Regions from separate parts of the Sus scrofa genome. Here region 2 is linked to region 1. A link is a contact called in public promoter capture Hi-C data. All regions are on one chromosome and are shown on one strand. Each heading gives the region's core, a stretch centred on a gene start, on an enhancer-like site or on the middle of the called end of the contact. The rest is flanking DNA. Distances are from core to core; before and after follow the strand shown.

Evidence for each region. Promoter capture Hi-C pulls out the DNA fragments that hold promoters and counts their contacts.
Region 2: a promoter capture Hi-C map of liver shows a contact between it and region 1, with 1.9 times the contacts expected there. The contact joins the enhancer-like site here to the promoter of CDC14B in region 1. A contact is called at or near these places in 2 of 5 promoter capture datasets (fetal liver and liver) and 5 of 47 Hi-C or Micro-C datasets (embryonic fibroblasts, epiblast stem cells, fetal liver and 2 more).

The regions. Positions count from the first base shown.
Region 1 is chr10:25,470,320-25,473,455 of Sscrofa11.1, forward strand. It overlaps CDC14B (dual specificity protein phosphatase CDC14B), which reads left to right and starts at 1,657. Exons shown (of 15, transcript XM_021064578.1): 1 at 1,657-1,908. The coding sequence starts at 1,749.
Region 2 is chr10:25,531,053-25,534,188 of Sscrofa11.1, forward strand. All of the region lies in intron 5 of CDC14B (dual specificity protein phosphatase CDC14B), which reads left to right. Among named protein-coding and RNA genes, the nearest start is that of CDC14B, 61 kb to the left of the region's middle. Within about 2 kb of position 1,544, at least 1 of the 83 cell types and tissues checked has an H3K27ac peak or open chromatin away from gene starts, as enhancers often do. A contact at or near this core is called in liver, where this site is marked.

The DNA.
Region 1 (3,136 bases), core at 407-2,906:
AGTCTCTTGCTTTTTTTTGTTGCTCTTATGGATAACCTGAAGACTTTTTTTTTTTTTTTTTTTTGGATTTAATTTAAGGCCTTCATTGATTTCCTTATGGAAAAAGGGAAGAATGAAATGAGGACCTAGCTTCCGGTCTAAAAGTCAGAGCCCCAGTTCCAGACTGTTCAAATGCCTCCCTCAGGCAGAGCCCTCTTTTCTCCAGCCTCCATTCCTCAATTAGCAGTGCTTAAGGTAAAGGCCTTCAACAATAAAAGTCAAATAGCCCCTCCGGGAGGTACTCCATCAAAATCTGCATTTCTGAAAGGCTTCCCAGGAGACTGATTCAAATTCTTCCTTCTAGAGGCTGGCTGTAATTGTGGAAAGTGCTGGTGAAAATTGGGACTAGGTGGCTAGAAGTAGAATTTTGGGGTCTAAAATCTAGATACTGCCCACCGGTCTTCTGACACTTTTCTATGCCGCCACGGATATTTGTTCGAAGCAAAGACCCTTCAAAATGTTAGTCTTGGTTAAATTCTAGAAAGATCTGTCATTATTTTAACTCAGTAGGAAAAAGAAAAAAAAAAAAAAAAAGGAGATTGATTACTTGTTTCAATACTTCACCGACTGGACCTGTCAATACCTTAGGTAAGAAAAACATAGCAACTGGTGTATGAAACTACTGAGTCAATCCCGGTACAGGATTCCAAGATGACGAACTTCGAAGTGCAAACCATTGTAGTATATCGTGTTTCTATGGTAGTTTTATCGACTCCTTAAGAAGCTCTTGCTTGGACTATTTGAATCCTGGGCATAGGTCACTAAAAAGAGCGTAGCTGATTTAAATAGTTCCTAAATTCTGAAATCAACTCCACCTTAAGTCTACATAACAGCGGACAATTCACTAAGTCCATTCTCTTTTCCAAGCCAGCCGCCATGGCACGAGCCCCTTTGACTTGGAGCGATACAGACGGAAAACCAAGAAATACCTTAAAAAAATATACACGCCAAAGAACCGCAGTTAAGTTACTAGGGTAGAGGCTGTGTAAAGCGTTGATGACTCACTAAAGGAAGTTTGAAACTGGGGTCTTGGCATTCTGGGAACATAGAAGAAACAGAAGTTAGAGGGCTTGCGGAGGGTCGCGAGTGCACTTTTATCTTTGATTGGCGGAACCACTCAGACTTTTCTTTATGGCGTCACCGGCTACCTGCCTGTAGAAAAGCTCCGTCTCCGTGACGTCACGACTCACTGACCAATGAAAGGACTCAGTCTGCGGGCCCCGAGGAGGGTTGTGGGCCCTTTTTTGTGAATGAAGCTCCACGGAACAGCCCTCCTGGGGTCCCTGGGAGCCGCGGCCCGCTGTGCTCGGGCGCCTCGGCAGCAGCGTCTGCAGCTGCGGTGGGCGCGCGCGGTTACCCCGGGCAGCCCCTGGCGCCGGCCGCAGCACCGTCGCCTCCGCCGCGCCAGCGGGCAGCGGGCACCTGGGGGCGGGCTGGGGGGCGCCCGCAGCAGCAGCAGCAGGAGGCGCTATACCAAGGGCTGCGGCGCCGGTCCCGCGGCGGCCGCAGGAGGGAGCGGGGCAGGCGCGGTGGGCCCGGCCCCTCCTCCGGCTCCTGCGCGGCCACCCGCGCCGGGCTCCGCCGTCGCCGCAGCGCCCCTCCGCGCCCGCCGCCCCGAGCGCCCGCGCGCGGGGCTGGCGGGGGCTTTGGCGGGCTAGCGGGCGCGCGGGGCCATGGTCGTGGTCCCCTGACGGGCCGCGGCCGCCTCCATGAAGCGGAAGAGCGAGCGGCGGCCGAGCTGGGCCGCCGCGCCCCCTTGCTCGCGGCGGTGTTCGTCGTCCTCGCAGGGAGTGAAGAAGAGCCGCAGCTCCACGTCGCAGGAACTGCACAACCTGGACCAACGGGACGACCTGTACCTGGACATCACCGGTGAGCCAGCGAGCGAGCGAGCGCACGGTGGGCCGCCTCGGACACGCGGCACCCGGCGCGGGGGTCCTAGCCCACCCACCCAGGCGGTATAGGCGCCTCCTGGGGCCCGACTGACACGCCTCCACCCCCCACCCCATAAAAGCCCCAGCCGGCCACACCCCCTTCAGGAGCCGGGCTCTCTGGGAGCGCCCGCCTACCCCGAGTTTCCATCTGCGTTTGCTGCGATCTGTAACTTTATCCGTTTTGCACCCTCCTACCCCAGCCAAGATGGCCCGAGGGTCACCTTTCTAAATGGCTGGCGTCAGCTCGGCGCCTCCGGCTTTTCCTAAATCCAAGTTGATAACGCCTCCCAGGTTGGAAGGTCGGTTGGCCCTTAACAAGAGTCTGAACCTCCGAGTCACTCCCAAAGGATTCCCCGAGCGCGCTGAACTCGCCTGCACGGGAGCTGCCTTGTTTATTTGGCGTTTGCCAAGCCTCCGCTGCTCTGTGGGAAATGGAGTCCCTCCCGCCTGGGGCGGCGTTCCCCGGCCCGGCCGGGGAGCCTGATCCTTGCCCTGGTCCTCAAGGCACTTGCCCCCTCCCCAGTGCGCGCACGAGCACTGCCCAGACCCTCCTGGGGAAAATTCCCTTGCCTTGCTTCTGGAAGGAATGTGTCACGTTGATGGCTTTTGAATCGGTCAGCGTGCCGAATGCTCAGAGTTGTCACTTTTGAGAAATAGCAGGTAGAAAAGCAGCCGTTTGATAGATGCCTTATTATTAGTGCTGATTGTACAATTCCTGAAAATGTAATAAATCCAGTTTGGGAGCTGTGGGGTTTGCCAGGATTGACACTGAGGACTGTGAAGGCATTAAATATGAGGATGTATGTGGTAAGGCTTTGTAAACAGCACAGCTGTCTACAATTTTGAGGGATTTTGCAGTCTGTTTTCGTGTGGCGCGGAATGTGGAAACCTCGGTGTGTGGGATTTTTATAAACTGTTTCCCGCCCTTAGCCTTTGCTAAAACCAGGTGAGCTGGAGCGGTCAGGACATTAATTTAGAAAGTGTTCAAACACAGAATTTTAGTAGAAATTATTTTCTAAGTGGATGGACAGTGGGACACAGAAGGTCCATTTTGCAGAAAGCTGAGAGTAGAGTGGAAGGTGCCTCGGCGTTGAGTGGATGGCCCTTGGGAACCGAGGAGGGAGGCAAGAAGGCCTTAAATACGTGTCTCTGGGGGCACCTGCCCG
Region 2 (3,136 bases), core at 294-2,793, 61 kb after region 1:
CAAGTCATACACACACACACACACACACACTTTCTCTCATACTATTTTCCATCATGTTCATGGTTTCTTTTAAAATGCTTTTTCTGATGTGTAAGTTGATAATCTGGTACTTAACAATGATTAGACCAAAAGTTGGTGGTACTCGTTGAAATTGCACCTCAAAATTGCATAGTTTCTTTTTCTATGTTGAAGGTATTCCATTAGCAACAATGATTAAGAACTTTTTGTATTTTTTTTTTTTTTTTTTTTAATTTGTGCTCACAAAAGTAATTGAGAAGAGGGAGTTCCCGCTGTGGCGCACAGTTGGTTAATGATCCAGCTTGTCTCTGTGGCATTGCTGGTTGGATCCCTGACCCAGCACAGTGGGTCGAGGATCTGGTGATGCTGCAGCTGTGGCATAGTTTGCAGATGTGGCTTGGATTTGATCCCTGGCCTGGGATCTTCCATATGCTGTGGGTATGGTCAAAAAGAGAAAAACATAATTGAGAGAAATGTTTGAGATAACTAAGTTTTACTGTCAGCTCTTAATGTCTGAAACACAGGTTATAGATTTTTTTTCTCTTAAAATTTGATTTCTTAGGCGTATCCAGATAGGGACTTTTGTTTGCTTTTTGCTCCCCTCCCCCCCCTTTTTGGCCACCCCCTGGCATATGGAGTTTCCGGGCTAGGGAGCATATCTGAGCTGCAGTTGCGACGTACACTGCTGTTGTGGCCATACCGGGTCCTTAACCCACTGTGCTTGGTTGGGAATCAAACCTATGTCCCAGCGCTTTATAGGTGCCACCTGATCCTGTTGTGCCTCAGCAGGAACTCCTTTTCTTTGTGTGTTTATCATCCCTCCTGGTGTATTTTGTGCTTGGCAGCAAAAATCCTGAGAGTGGGGGTGTGGACAGAATGTATGCAGGGTCCCAGGAAAGAGAGACTGGAGAGGTAGCTGTTTTTAACTGGGATATTTGATCCCATTAGTTGGCCAGTCACTGGGGAGAGGAACCCCATAGGTTAGAGTAGATCGTGACAGCTTTACAGGAGAAGGAACACAGCCAGAATTCTTGGTGCTCAACTTAAAGTATGGAAGAGCACCCTGGAGAATGGCCCTTTGTATAGCTGTAAATGTTTTTGTACCATCCAGGAGATAATCTGGATGTTTGAAGCACTTCCACCTAAGATAACCTTCTCCTGGAGATCCCGTTGTGGCGCAGTGGTTAACGAATCCGACAAGGAACCATGGGGTTGGGGGTTCGATCCCTGCCCTTGCTCAGTGGGTTAACGATCCGGCGTTGCCATGAGTTGTGGTGTAGGTCGCAGATGCGTCTTGGATCCCGAGTTGCTGTGGCTCTGGCGTAGGCTGGCAGCTACAGCTCCGATTAGACCCCTAGCCTGGGAACCTCCATTTGCCGTGGGAGGGGCCCAAGAAATGGCAAAAAGACAAAAAAACAAAACAAAAACAAACCTTCTCCTGAGCAGAACCCACAAAGCTCTGCATGGGCTGCTTTGGCATCAGTCATTTGTCTCTGGTCAGAACAGATGTCCCCAAAATGGTGAGGTCTTGAGCCAGATATGGTGCCTTCAGTGTGAAATAACCCCTCAGAGGGTAGCCATGGGCATGGTGGGAACCGAGCGTTATCTTAGACACAAAACTCTGGATACTTTTATAGATAAGAAGTCTCTTTTTAGATCTTGTTGCTGTTGTTTTCCATAACTAGTGAAAGAGCCCTGACCCCTTCGGCATATTGATTGAAAATTTGTTGGCACTTTGTTCCCAGTTTGATGTTGGCCTTTTGACTTTGCTTGTGGCTCTATTGGGCACGTGGAAGTTTATTTTTTCTATAGTTAATATATTTTAGATTTAGAAATCCTTCCAGGATTTTATACTCTGAGGTTAGCACTGATTTGATTGCTTAGGAAAGTGCCAGGTAAGCAATTTGGACTTCCACTTGAATTCATTCTTCTGTTCAGTTAGAAGCCAGCTTGGCAGGGGTTTTACAGTTCTTGGCTGTAGCAGGTGTCTTTGCAGCCATGACTGGCTGGCTAAAGTAGAAGCGTGGAGCTGTAATGATGCTAGGTGGGGAAACAGGAGAAAACTTCTAAGAAAAGGAGATTTAATAGTAGCAAAACAGTGTTGAGATGTAATATGAATACCCCAAGAGATTAAACATAAGAGTAAGTAGTGAAGGTGTGATCTGATTGAAATTTATTGCATATTCTTTTTTTTTTTTTTTTTTTTTTTGGTCTTTTTTTTGTCTTGTAGGGCCGTACCAGCAGCATATGGAGGTTCCTAGGCTAGGGGTCATCTCGGAGCTGGAGCCACCGGCCTATGCCAGAACCACAGAAATGTGGGATCTGAGCTACGTCTTTGACCTACACTACAGCTCACGGCAACGCCGGATCGGTAGCCCACTGAGCGAGGCCAGGGATCGAACCCGCGTCCTCATGGATGCCAGTCAGGTTTGTTAACCATGGAGCCACAATGGGAACTCCCCCGTTGCATAATTTGATTAAAACTTTGTAGAGATGCGTGAGAATTCTCTAAAAACTGGTCTTTAGGCCTGATAACTTTTTCTAGAGTTGTTTGGAGAATTTTGGAGATAATAAGGCTTTCTAATGACTGCCTTAGAAGGTGGTGTAATATTAAAACAAAAACAAAGAGTCTGGAGGAAGTGCACTCAGGAAGGAAGTATTCCAAATGGACTGTGGACTGACTCTATCTTTGTCCTTTTTATCTTTTTTTTTGGATTAGCCTGTGGCATGTGGCAGTTCCCAGACCAGGGATCCAACCTGAGCCACAGCGCACAGCTGTGACAACACCAGATCCTTTAACTGCTAGGTAACCAGGGAACTCCTTTTCTTCATCTTTTATTAAAAAAAAGAATCTGGAGTTCCCGTTGTGGCGCAATGGAAATGAATCCAACTAGGAACCATGAGGTTGTCGCTTCGATCCCTGGCCTCGTTCAGTGAGTTAAGGATCAGGCCTTGCCGTGAGCTGTGGTGTAGGTCACAGATGCAGCTCGGATCCTGTGCTGCTGTGGCTGTGGTGTAGGCTGGCAGCTACAGCTCCGATTCAACCCCTAGCCTGGGAACCTCCATATGCTGCAGGTGCAGCCCTAAAGAAGGACAAAAGGCAAAACCAAAACAACAC